2 separate regions of the Pan troglodytes genome follow, and region 2 is linked to region 1. Evidence: chromatin contacts called from public HiChIP or PLAC-seq data. All regions are on one chromosome and are shown on one strand. The core of a region is the stretch at or near the end of the contact, and the rest is flanking DNA. Distances in the headings are between cores, read along the strand shown. Region 1 holds the start of LYPLAL1 (lysophospholipase like 1). Region 2 holds the start of TGFB2 (transforming growth factor beta 2).

What was found. HiChIP or PLAC-seq counts read pairs in DNA pulled down with a chosen protein or histone mark.
Region 2: a contact with region 1 is called in an H3K4me3 HiChIP or PLAC-seq map of stem cell-derived excitatory neurons, with 12 times the contacts expected there. The contact joins the promoter of TGFB2 here to the promoter of LYPLAL1 in region 1. A contact is called at or near these places in 1 of 7 Hi-C or Micro-C datasets (stem cell-derived neural progenitor cells) and 1 of 1 datasets of contacts at active chromatin or transcription factors (stem cell-derived excitatory neurons).

Annotation. Positions count from the first base shown.
Region 1 is chr1:29,936,825-29,942,281 of NHGRI_mPanTro3-v2.0_pri, forward strand. LYPLAL1 (lysophospholipase like 1) reads right to left here and starts at 2,753. Exons shown (of 8, transcript NM_001246375.1): 1 at 2,641-2,753. The coding sequence starts at 2,731. It overlaps LOC107970220 (a long non-coding RNA gene), which reads left to right and starts at 2,824. Exons shown (of 7, transcript XR_008537318.2): 1 at 2,824-3,156.
Region 2 is chr1:30,769,850-30,775,947 of NHGRI_mPanTro3-v2.0_pri, forward strand. It overlaps TGFB2 (transforming growth factor beta 2), which reads right to left and starts at 1,901. Exons shown (of 7, transcript XM_514203.9): 1 at 195-1,901. The coding sequence starts at 540.

The DNA.
Region 1 (5,457 bases), core at 1,503-4,002:
CAGGTAGAGGAGGATGAGTCTGCAAAAGAAACCAGAAGGAGCAAATCAAGACAGAAAAAGAACCAGGAGAGTTTTTTGAGAAGAAAGCTGAATGCAGATGACAGTTCACGTAAGAGGACGACTGAAAATGTCCATTACATTGAGCGACATAGAGCCTGAGCTTACTGGTGACTTTGCCAAGAAGCTACTCAGTCAACTTGCTGAGCCTTACTACACAAGAAGAAAGCCATAAACAAGACACATGGTTTGGGCTTTGAGGACCTACTAGCTTAGTGTGGAATACAGACATTACATTACATAATTACAAGTATGATGACTACCACTGAAAGAAGAACCAGTGTCCTATGGGAGCAAATAAGAGTGAATTAATCTGATCTGAGAGACTGAACAAAACTCATTAACCTATCATTTATTTTTATCATCTTAAAAGAAGGTCCGTCTTTAGTACTTTATTAATAGAAAAGGCTCAAATTAAGTTGGCTACATATAATTTACACTCCCATATGTTCTTCTATGGCTGCTATCTCCTAGAAGAAAATCTCAAGCTTTTAAGGTTTTTTATTTGAAAACACAAAATCTGTCTTTAATAACATTTTTTCAGCCTCGAAGAGTAAGAATGCAGCTGCAAAACAACATCTATCCATTCACAATGTCCACTTTTTAAAAAGCTAGTACCTTATTCCATAGTAAAACTGTTAAAACTGGTTAACAGTATGGCAAAACTGAGTGTGATAAAACAGAATTGGTTTGCCCATATTCTAGTTAAGCAGAAACCAAACATCTCCTATAACATAACCACATACATTAAAGTCGAATGTAAAATCACTAGCTGCTAAAGACCTACTGGATGATAAAGACCTACTCCCAATGATAAAGATGATAAAGACCTACTCCCAATAAGGTTTTATTTACTTCAGTGGAGATTTAAATATATAGGAATCACATTATACTCGCATACTTGGCAGAATTCTTTGAATAAATTCTTGGTTCAAAGTACAAAGGAAAAAATACATACATACATGACTCTGAATTTTAGAGACATACCCTTACAGGTTATAAAAATGTAATCTGAAATTCAAAAAAAGGATAGTTATTTTAAGCAAAGAGGTCCAGGGGAAAAAAGAACATAGTCTAGGAGTTCTTCCTAAAGATAATGAGAATTGATTATGAGAAAGGGTACAGTGTTGGGGAATTTCTGGGTACTTATAAATGAACACTCTTGGAGCCCTAAATAGTACTACCAGTCTCCTAGTTATTAAGTACCGCTGTCATCTTACACACGTCACCTTCTAAATATATGCCAAGTCTTTCCCTTTAAACACTATTGGACCTCTTCTTCCCTATCTCCAAAACAATATATCCTAGTTCGAACTTTTTCACCTTACCCCACCAAAGCCCTGAGTTTGAGGTCGAAGAGCTTTGGGTTCTAATCCCAAATCCGCCACTACTCACAGTAACAGCTAAGAGACCTTGGCCAAGCTGCTGAACCTGTCTGGCCTCATTTTCAAAATAAAGAGAATACCTCCCACAATTGCCCTTTTCCAGGTCTCTGCCCAGTACCTTTCCAATTCCCTTCCAATCACCGTCCCATTTAAGCCTACCCGTCTCGGCTCAAAGACCACTTTCTTCGAAAAGTCTGACAAGCTTTTCATCTTCCAAATGCCTTAATAATGCCTAACCACATTTTTTTCTCTTACAATTCACTTGGCAGGAAACCATGCACTGTCTTGTGATCTTCCATGCACTGCTGACTCAAACTAATTGGATTGTTTTTGTTTTTAACTTTAGGTAGGCCCCCTGAGGACACCGGCTGCATCTCATTTCTTTAAAAAACATTTCCTGAGAGCTTACCCTGGGCCAAGCACTGGGGGTGCAAAGGTTGACACAAGGGCCCTTACTCTCATAATCCAGTGGGAAGCTCACAATCCAGTGGGGAAGACAGACAAAAGTGATTACAGATGAGTGTTAAGTAACGATACAGCATTAAGCACACGTTACTAAGGGCAGGCAGTGGAAGATGCCTGTCCCTGGGGGTCCTGCCCCTGTAGTCTATCTTGGAAGTTTAATGACACAGGCGGGAAAGGGAAAGGAAGGAAAGAGAAGCAGCAAAAAGGAAAGTGAGAGAAAGCACTCCAGCCATGGCACAGTGGCTTACAGAAAAGAGATAATCTGTAAACAGTATCTAAGTTAACTGTGAATCTCAATTGTCTACATTAGTATGGGAGCCTGGAAAAAGCAATGGGCAATTACGACTGAAAAATCACTAGTAGCTGATAATGAAAAACACTAAACAATTTCCCCCTAGCAGAAGACTTACCTTACTAACTTGCTCTGTTTAAACTTGGGGCGAGGAATGGGGAGGTGTGTTGTGGGGATGGAGGGCTGGCTGAGCGGCGGGACACAAGGCCCCAAAGCGAGGGTGGTGGACCAGTGACCGCCCGATAGAAAGAGGAAGACTAACTGGGGAGGCTGGGGGCAGGTGGCGCTGCCCGTGCATCTACAGCCGGGGCTGGCGACGGGGGAGCCACCCACTGGGCCCTATTTGGGCCCGGCGACACCTCCACTTGGGCAATACTGGGGTAACCGAGGGGAGGATGTTTCCCGAGCTGTAGAAAACCAGGACGTAAAATTGAAATCCACCTGAGCCATGCAGGAAGATCAGAGAGGCGCTATGCCTCCCTGCCGGCGACACGATACAGCGCTGCAGAACCGACCCCGACGCAGCCGCCATCGCTGATACCACTGCCAGTCATGCGGTTCCGCCCCTGCGTTGCCGCGCGGGGCCGCGCACGCAAATACGCAGGCACGCGCGGGAGCGCGCCTGGGAGCGCGCATGCGCAGCGCTGCTGGCCCGCTCTCTGAGGAGCTTTCAATACTTTGGGGTCAAGTTTGAGGCAGTTGTAACTGTACTGAGTTTAGTTTTGCTAATAATGGTATTCTACGTGTGTCAGCCTCGTGTGGACTTCTGTAATGACTAATGGATATGTTTATATCCTGAGCATTTGCTGTAGGAATTTTAAATGCATTCCCAAAACTCAAGATTACCTTATTTGGAGAAATATTAGTGTTACTATGTTTAAAATTTAATAGATAGAACCATATTTTACCTTTCACTTTGGGACTCGCACAGGATGTTTGCAGCTCTTGATATACAGGGTAAGCAAAGCATATAATAATAAGTTCTCTTCGTGTCTCTTATTTTTAATAAATAGTTCACAAAGCAAATCTAATTTAATGAGATTCTGCTTTATATAACCATTAGAATGGCTCTTATCAAAAAAACAGAAAATAAGTATTGGTGAAGATGTGTAGAAATTAGAAACCTTGTGCATAGCTGATGGGAATGTAAAATGATGTTGCGGCAATAGAAATAATTTGGTGGCTCCTCAACAAGTTAAACATTGAGTTAGCATAGGATCTAGCAGTTCCACTCCTAGGTATATACCCAAAAGAGATGAAAGCAGGGACTCAAACAAATACTTGTACTTCAGTGTTCTATAGCAGCATTATTCACAAGTACCAAAAGGTGGAAACAACTCAAATGTTCACCTACAGATGGAGAGATGAACAAAATGTGCTATGTACATATTGGAATGGAATATTATTCAGCCTGTAAAAAGAATGTGATTCGGATACATGCTACAACATGGATGAACCTTGAAAACATTATGCCGAGTGAAGTAAGCCAGACACAAAAGGACAAATAATTGTATGATTCCACTTACATGAGATATCTAGAATTGGCAAATGCATAGGGACAGAAAGTGAAATTAGAGGTTACCAGGGCCTAAGGGAAGAGGGAGTTGGGAGGTTGTTGTTTAATGAGTACAAGAGTTTCTGCTTAGATAGTGAAACATTTTTAAAAATGGACAGTGATGATGGTTGTACAACAGTGTTAATAACTGCCAGTGAACTGTACACTTAGTAAATTTTATGTGTATTTTACCATAATTTTAAAAATACTAAGAAATGGAATTATTTCCTCTATAAAGGCCAAAACATAGGTATCTTTTAATACTGAAGGCAGTGGCCCCAGCAGGTTGCTCTTGCCTCATGTAAAATTCAACAAAATAACCCAGTAAAAGCTTAAGTACCATTAAACACTGGCCTTCCATTCATTGTAGTCTGCATTACATTTTAGCAATTACAACTTACCTTTTATTTGTTCCAGGTAATCACCCTACTTCCAGGTAAGTAAACTGTTTACTATCAACATTAGTTGCTAAAATCAGCTCTAAGCTATCATGGTGTTATATTAATAACAATACCATCAACCAGAATGGTCCTACATGCCATTAGTTAACCAAATCAAAAAGAAATTCTGAGTCATTTCTCCAAAGCCCATAGATCTGCAGCAGAGAGTTGTATAAGTGAAGTCCCTGAGGAGGACAAACTAGGGTAGGCTGAGCTCTGATAGCCAATTCTTAAAAGAAAAACCTCTGTCTTTTGACCTGCCTTCCCCATATGAGTTCTAGATAACCTTCCCTAGCCAGGTGAGAAGAGGGCAGTGCTACTAGGAAAGACCACTTGGAGATATACAGGGAAGGCTTTAAGTTCTACTCTTAGAACTCCATTTACTACCTGAAAATCTTACTGTACACCACCCCATGCTTTTGAGACAGCAAAAAATCAGAATATAATTATTTAAGAGTAATGATTATTAATAATAATAAGCAACTAATATTCATGGGATTCAGTAGGTGCCAAAAACTGTCATAAATTAATTCCAATAAAACTCAGTACTATTACTATCTGCTTTTGTCAATGAGGCTCAAAGAGGTAAGGAACCTGGCTCAAAGTCATAGTGCCAGTCAGTTGTAGAACCTGGATTCACATGCTGGGCTTGACTCTAGAGCATAGGTTCTTAACTATTACCCACATTTACACATGAGTGCACAGAAGTAAAGCAAGGGCATGTCCCAACTCTTATTTCAAAAACAAAAGTCTGGAATTTGTATTGTGGCCCTTTAGAGTCTCTATTTATTAGGTGTTCCTGTGCTTCTTTAGTTTTTCCCAAGTCTACTGCTATTAGTTCCTGATTCGTTCTTCCGACTATTCTACCAGTTTAAACAGGTAGATAAGCAGGTGGTAAATACCAGAAGCAACCTTCTGTATTCTGAATTTCACTGAGAACTCCAGCCTTCCCAGATTCATTATTAGAATGAGCCAGATTCTTCCACACTTAACCAAAGTGCTATTTTATTTCCAGTGATTTAAATGCTTAGCTATTGTTGCTATTCCTTTCATCTTTATTTGTTTATAGGACAAGCAAAGGTTTTAGATTACCTATATTTAGAGATCCCATCTGGTAGGCAAACTGTTGAACAAAAATGTTTTGTTCCTTTCATGTTACTGTACTACTTTGAAATGTAATTAAGTTTCAAGATGACTATTTGCTTTTGTGGTGGATCTTTTGCCCTATTGAAGGTGGGGGAATATTATCACTGGAAGATTCCT
Region 2 (6,098 bases), core at 651-3,150, 830 kb after region 1:
GAAAGCAAACATTTTAAAGCCTGATGGCCTCAGGCATACAACTGAAAAGGAGGTGGATGGGGTGAAGGACAGGAGAACGGGAAAAGAGCGAACGGGAACCGCGAGAGGGAAGGGCGATCCCGGGAGCTGCTGCGGTTTTGAGAGCTCCGGGCAGAGCTAAACCTCAGGGGATGGAAGTCAAAATGAGTACTTACTTTCGGAGGGGAAGAAGGGCGGCATGTCTATTTTGTAAACCTCCTTGGCGTAGTACTCTTCGTCGCTCCTCTCGCGCTCGCAGGCGGCCGCCCTCCGGCTCGCCTTCTCCTGGAGCAAGTCCCTGGTGCTGTTGTAGATGGAAATCACCTCCGGGGGGACTTCCTCGGGCTCAGGATAGTCTTCTGGGGGACTGGTGAGCTTCAGCTTGCTCAGGATCTGCCCGCGGATCGCCTCGATCCTCTTGCGCATGAACTGGTCCATATCGAGTGTGCTGCAGGTAGACAGGCTGAGCGCGACCGTGACCAGATGCAGGATCAGAAAAGCGCTCAGCACACAGTAGTGCATTTTTTTAAAAAGTGGAAAAAAAAGTTGTTTTTAAAAGTCAGAATAAAAAAAAAAGAAATCAACAATTCTCAAAGTATAGATCAAGGAGAGTTGTTTGGTTTTTTTTTGTTGTTGTTTGTTTTTGATGCGAAACTTTTGCAAACAATCTAGTCAATGCCCAACAGAAAAACGTATCCTGCTTGATTCCTTTAAAAAGAAAAGGCCAGTAGTTCCAAAAGTGGAAATATTAATACGGGACGGGCAGAGGGAACCCTGACTTTGGAGAGTAAGAAAAAAAAAATTCTTGGAGCAATGAGATGGGGAAAAAAAGAGACGAGTGGCTATTAAGTAGAAATAAATTTAAGAGGAGGAAATGGAGTTCAGTGTGTCAGTCTCGGGTGCGGAGTGGCGGATCTGAACTCGGCTCCTCCGGCCAAAAGGGAAGAGATGAAAAGGTCCCGGGGCTGGCAGCTGGCGAACTGACGGGAGGGGCGCCGAGAGCGCGGTGAGGGGGGCCGCCGAGGCTGACCTGGGCTGAAATTTATATATTTAAAGAAGGAGCGGTTCGGTCCTGCCTTCCACTGCGGCGCTGAGAGCAGGAGCAGCAGCAGCTCCGGAGCAGAGAAGCGCACACGTGTGTGCGTGCGTGTGTGTGTGTGTGTGTGCGCGCGCTGGGGGCGAGCCCAGCGCGCCGCGGGGAGGAGGGTGCGCTTCGCAGGGCGCTCGGGACTCGGTCGGGTGCCGCAGGGGCCGCAGAGGCTGCTGAGGCGGCGCGGATCCTGCTCTGGGAGCTGCGCGCCGTGGCCTACACCCTGGCGGGCGCGCGCTGACCCGCTTGGTTACTCCACGTTGCTGCCGCCGCCGCTTGCAAACGCTTCCAGCCTCCAGCTCCCTCCTTCTCCTGCTCCTCCTTCTCTTGCTCCAAACGCCAACCCAGCCACAGACGATCAGCCGTCGCGGTTGCGTTCACCCCCTGCGGATCACAGCGGCAGCCCTTGCGACACCCTGGCTGGGGAGTTTTATTCCTGAGGGGGTTGCGCAGGGGCTCCCTTGGACTCCCACCCTTTCCCAACCTCTGCTGGCTTCTCCCCAACGTGGAATTGCTCGCTTAGGGTAGGTAGGCACTTGCCACCCTAAAATAGATCCTCTCTGTCTCCTCCTGTCTGCAGCCGGGCAGCCCCTCAGTTTGTTCCTGGATGACTCCCTAGACCGTTAGGCTAATATTCTCCATCCCTCCCTCCCCTGCCTCTTTCACTTGCGCTCTCGCTCTGCTGTCTCTTTCTCTCTTTCTCTTTCTATCTCTATCTCAATCTGTCTCTCTCTTGTCAGGAGCTTCTGGAGCTCCGCTCGGAGCGAACCTTCTGCTGCCAGCAGATAACATCACGATCTTGCCGGGGAGGAGAGATTTATAAGTTCTCTCTGAACCACGTGTCTGCCTTCAACAAAGTGACGTGCTAGGATTACAGTCAGAAGTCCTCTCGTTACTTAGACCACGAGCTCTCCCCGAACCGTTGAGGGGGTGTGGAAATGAGGACAGCTGTGGGGAAGGGAGGAAGGAGGTGGAATGTGCGCCCTGACAACAGTGATTTACGGTATTTACTTTCTAGTCATTTTGGACAGGTCTGTCGAAGGACAATCAAGTCTCCCGTTTTTACTTAGTGTAGCTCAGTCACAGCCTCCCAAACTGAATCACTTGCTCTAGAAGGGAAGGCTTTCCTCCTGTATTTATGTGTGCACACACACCCGTATGGGAGGGAGCACTAGTCTACTCAGGGCCAGGCCAGTCCTGAAGACATACCTTCCAATCTTTTAAATTCATGTCCTACCTCTTATTTTCTGGGATACCTTAACAGGTTGCCATCCCAGAATTTATTTTGTTAGTTTGTTGTTTACAATATACCCCTCGGTTTGTGAACTGCTGGAAAACAGAGATCCATCAATTTTACCTAAAGAATAAGGTATACTTGTTTGTTTTACTGATTTGAATGAATGGTCACCTTTATAATTTGCTGCCTAAGCCACTTCTTGTATGGCTTTCTTCTTCACCTTCTTGCTAGGCTAAACATTATCAACCAACTTCATTCTTTCCGTAGCATTAATCCAGGAAGCTGGAATTTTAAGTGTTTGATGTCTACTGTTTTACACTACTCATAACTTGACATTTTCAATTTCAACTAAGTCTAAATTAGATGAATAAAAGAATAACTCTTACCACTGTTCCACCTTCCCTTTTTCTTTTATTTTACCTTTAGTTACTCAAAGTCAACATTTTCATTTCGGCATGACTCTGCAGCCATACTGACCAGACAGATGATTTAAACTGGAAACTCTGTTGAATGTACTCCCAAACCCAAGATCTCTATACTGTTCTCTACTTCAGATGTTCCTTAGTTCAGAAAAGTCACAAAGAACTTTCTATCACTTTTGGAATTTATACTTTAGTTGTGTATGGGGCCTAGGTTATTAGTAGAGCACTGAATAAATAAAATAATAATAGCTAACATATACTACACTTAGTAATTTGATGTGTGTTGTGTATGGTCATTTAATCTTCACTATGAACCTATAAAGTGGGTCTTATTATCCATATTTGGCAGATGAGGAGACGGAGGTACAAAGAAGTGAAGTACTTTGTTCGAGACCACAGTAAGTGGTAGAGCTGGATTTTTGCAGTCAGGATCCACTATGTTCTTACCTACTATGTACTTCTGAGAAACAATGGTTCCAGAATATGTTCTGACAAACAGGAATTCTGGAGTCAAACAAGTTTGGGAAATACTGGGTACTCTCCTGTCCTCTTAGATTCCTCATTCTGGAACATTATCATGTTAAAGGCTCTGAAACTCCTGTAGAAGAGAAAACCTTTTCACTCTTTTAACCCAGCATTTTCCAAACTCCCTTGAATACAGAATTTTTTCCATTATCACACATTGAAAAACTCTGGAATAAAATAATTGTTCCAACCCACTTCTGAATAATTCTAAAAATTATGTATAAATCAGCACCAGCAGGTTCCTTTCCTTGATACCAGTTTTGAGTTGAAGCAAAGCTACCATCCCAGTAGCCCAAGAAAAAGATAATCAAGAGGCGCTACTGTCAGACTAGTAGTTTCATCCAGTTAGGTCCTCCCTCTGAGTTCAGTTTGAGAACTGCAGTAGGCTAGCTCTACAGATTGGACAAAAAGTGAATATTCTTACACCTGTGGCCATTATAGACACAGAGCAGGAGCTCCAAACCAGAGCTACTGAGAGAAGATGCTGCTGTGGAATATGGCTGGTTACCTGAATTAGCTATCACCATATTTTGCTGAGGATACAGGTTCAGCTTCCACAAGCCAGTGAGCATCTTTCATGTTTATAGACAACCTTCTTGGTACAGACACTGATGCACCTTAAGTAGATTCAGACTAGAGTGTGGATAGAGTAGCAAAAGTTCGTTTACATCACTTCTAGGAAAACAGCGCAAGCCATAAATTCTGATGGCCACCCCTCTTCCTGACATAGACATATACACTTTTGTTCATAATACTTAGTTTACTGAGTACCTATTGCTCACTTAACATCTCCTTAGACCTGAGACCACTGACTTATTCATAAGAGGCTACTTTAATTTCCCCAAAGCCCAGGAGGGTAAGACGGGAGGTATTGGTAAAAGCTTCTGGAATGGGTAAGTGCAGTAAGTGAGTATAGCAGGAGAGGAGGAGCCCCTTTCCACCTCTCAAATGATCAGTTCTTTGAAGACCTAACAGGCAAGATTGCTAGAGCTGTCTCCCTGGTAACCGTAAATGAATCCTTTCTTCTATTAAATGACTCTTATAATGCCTTTTCATCTCTATATTTAATGGCGGTCTTATGTGCCGGGGTCTCTACAGTCTTCATGGTAAAAGGGTATTTAAATGATATACACCCATCTTGATTACTTCAAGGAGGCAGGAGAGCACAGTGGTTTAAAGGGCAGGCTCCAGTCATGGTTTCTTGGGTTCAGATTTCTGTCACTTTCTGGCTTTGTGATCCTGAACAAGTTACTCACTGACTCTGTGAGTTTCTTATCCTATCATGTCTTTATTTCTGTCAAGGAATTTATAATAAAAATATCTGGCCTTCTCTCTCTCTCTCTCTCTCTCTCTTTCTCTCTCTCTCTCTCTGAAAAGCCAGGAAAGAACCCAAGAAGAATTTGCTTCTAGTTCTGCCTCCTAGTAGTTTCTGTAGGCACATTGTAAATATTATGGTATTTTGCCCCCAGTAATTATAGGAGGGAAGGACAAGAAAATACACTTTTGGTGAATAAAATGCTAAATGACTATCAAAGTTCAGTTAAGCATTCATGATTAAAGTCTCTTATTAAAGCCCTCAAATGGAATCTTTTGTTTTGAAATTACAGAGGTAGAGAGTGGAGCTGTTTCCACTCTTAGCCATTCTCCACTCATCAATGTGTCTATTCACTTAAGTAATGTGGGATTTCTACAAGAGGCTGAAGAAAACAAAACTACTCATCCCTGTCCTGGAGTTTTACGCCTATGGATCATAGGTCCTTACTAACATTGACCAAAGCATAACTTCATTTGTAACAATTCTGGAAGCTTTCCAGAACGGTTTCAAGCATGAAAAATCAGGAGGTGAAAAAAAGAAATACATGGAACGACGGTAATTGATTACATTTTCCCCCAAATAGTGATACTTGATAAATGCAAAATAACCCTTTAATATGAAAATACACCAAAAGTCTTTTAAGATTTTATTTATAATTTTATATTTGATACCACTATTCAAGAACAATGTTTGGTCTATATCAATTTTGTCTCATGTTCTAGATGCATTTCTATAAACAGCTTTATTTCATTATTCTAGTTATGAATAATGAAATAGAAAGGTGGTTTCCTTACAAAAAATAATCCGATTATTATTTCCATTTGTATTTAAAGGTTAATCTAAGGAAGAAGTGTTAAGGAAAAATGAGGAAACAATGGGCAGGGAGGAAAATGGAAACAGGGTGGGTTTAAAGAGATCAGAGGTGGTAAATGATAAAGAGATAGGACCAAGAAAAACCACAGCATATCAGCAGGTTGTGAGGCTTTAAAGAGATAAACTCATCACACTAATGATACACTGTGGGAACATTATCTCACCCTTTGGAATTATGATTAGTTGATTGATTACTGCTTGTGGCTTTTGGGCCACTCATAACTCTACAATTTTAGCTCTCCAGGAAAGTCTTTCTTTGGGAGGCAGTCTCACAGTGGCCTGTGCTATGTCATCCCTGTAGCTGCAGCCTCTGGTTTCTTGCCCCTGGTGAAATTCACCCACTAAGATAGCATTTAGTAACTGATATAAATAAATGAACATATGGTAATAGTTGGGACACAGCATAACGCTATGGATAAGTGCTTAACAAAATCCTAATGTTGACAAAAAGAAACCAGCAGCAGAATTTTCCTTATTTTTTAGGGCAGTACTTGACACTCACCTTTACAGAATCTCTACTCCTACTTCATTTACTCTGTCACCACAGAAGTTCACAGATAGACTTCACAAAGCAAGAAACCAGAATGAGGTTGCTGGGGAGAAATGGAGAGAGTGTTT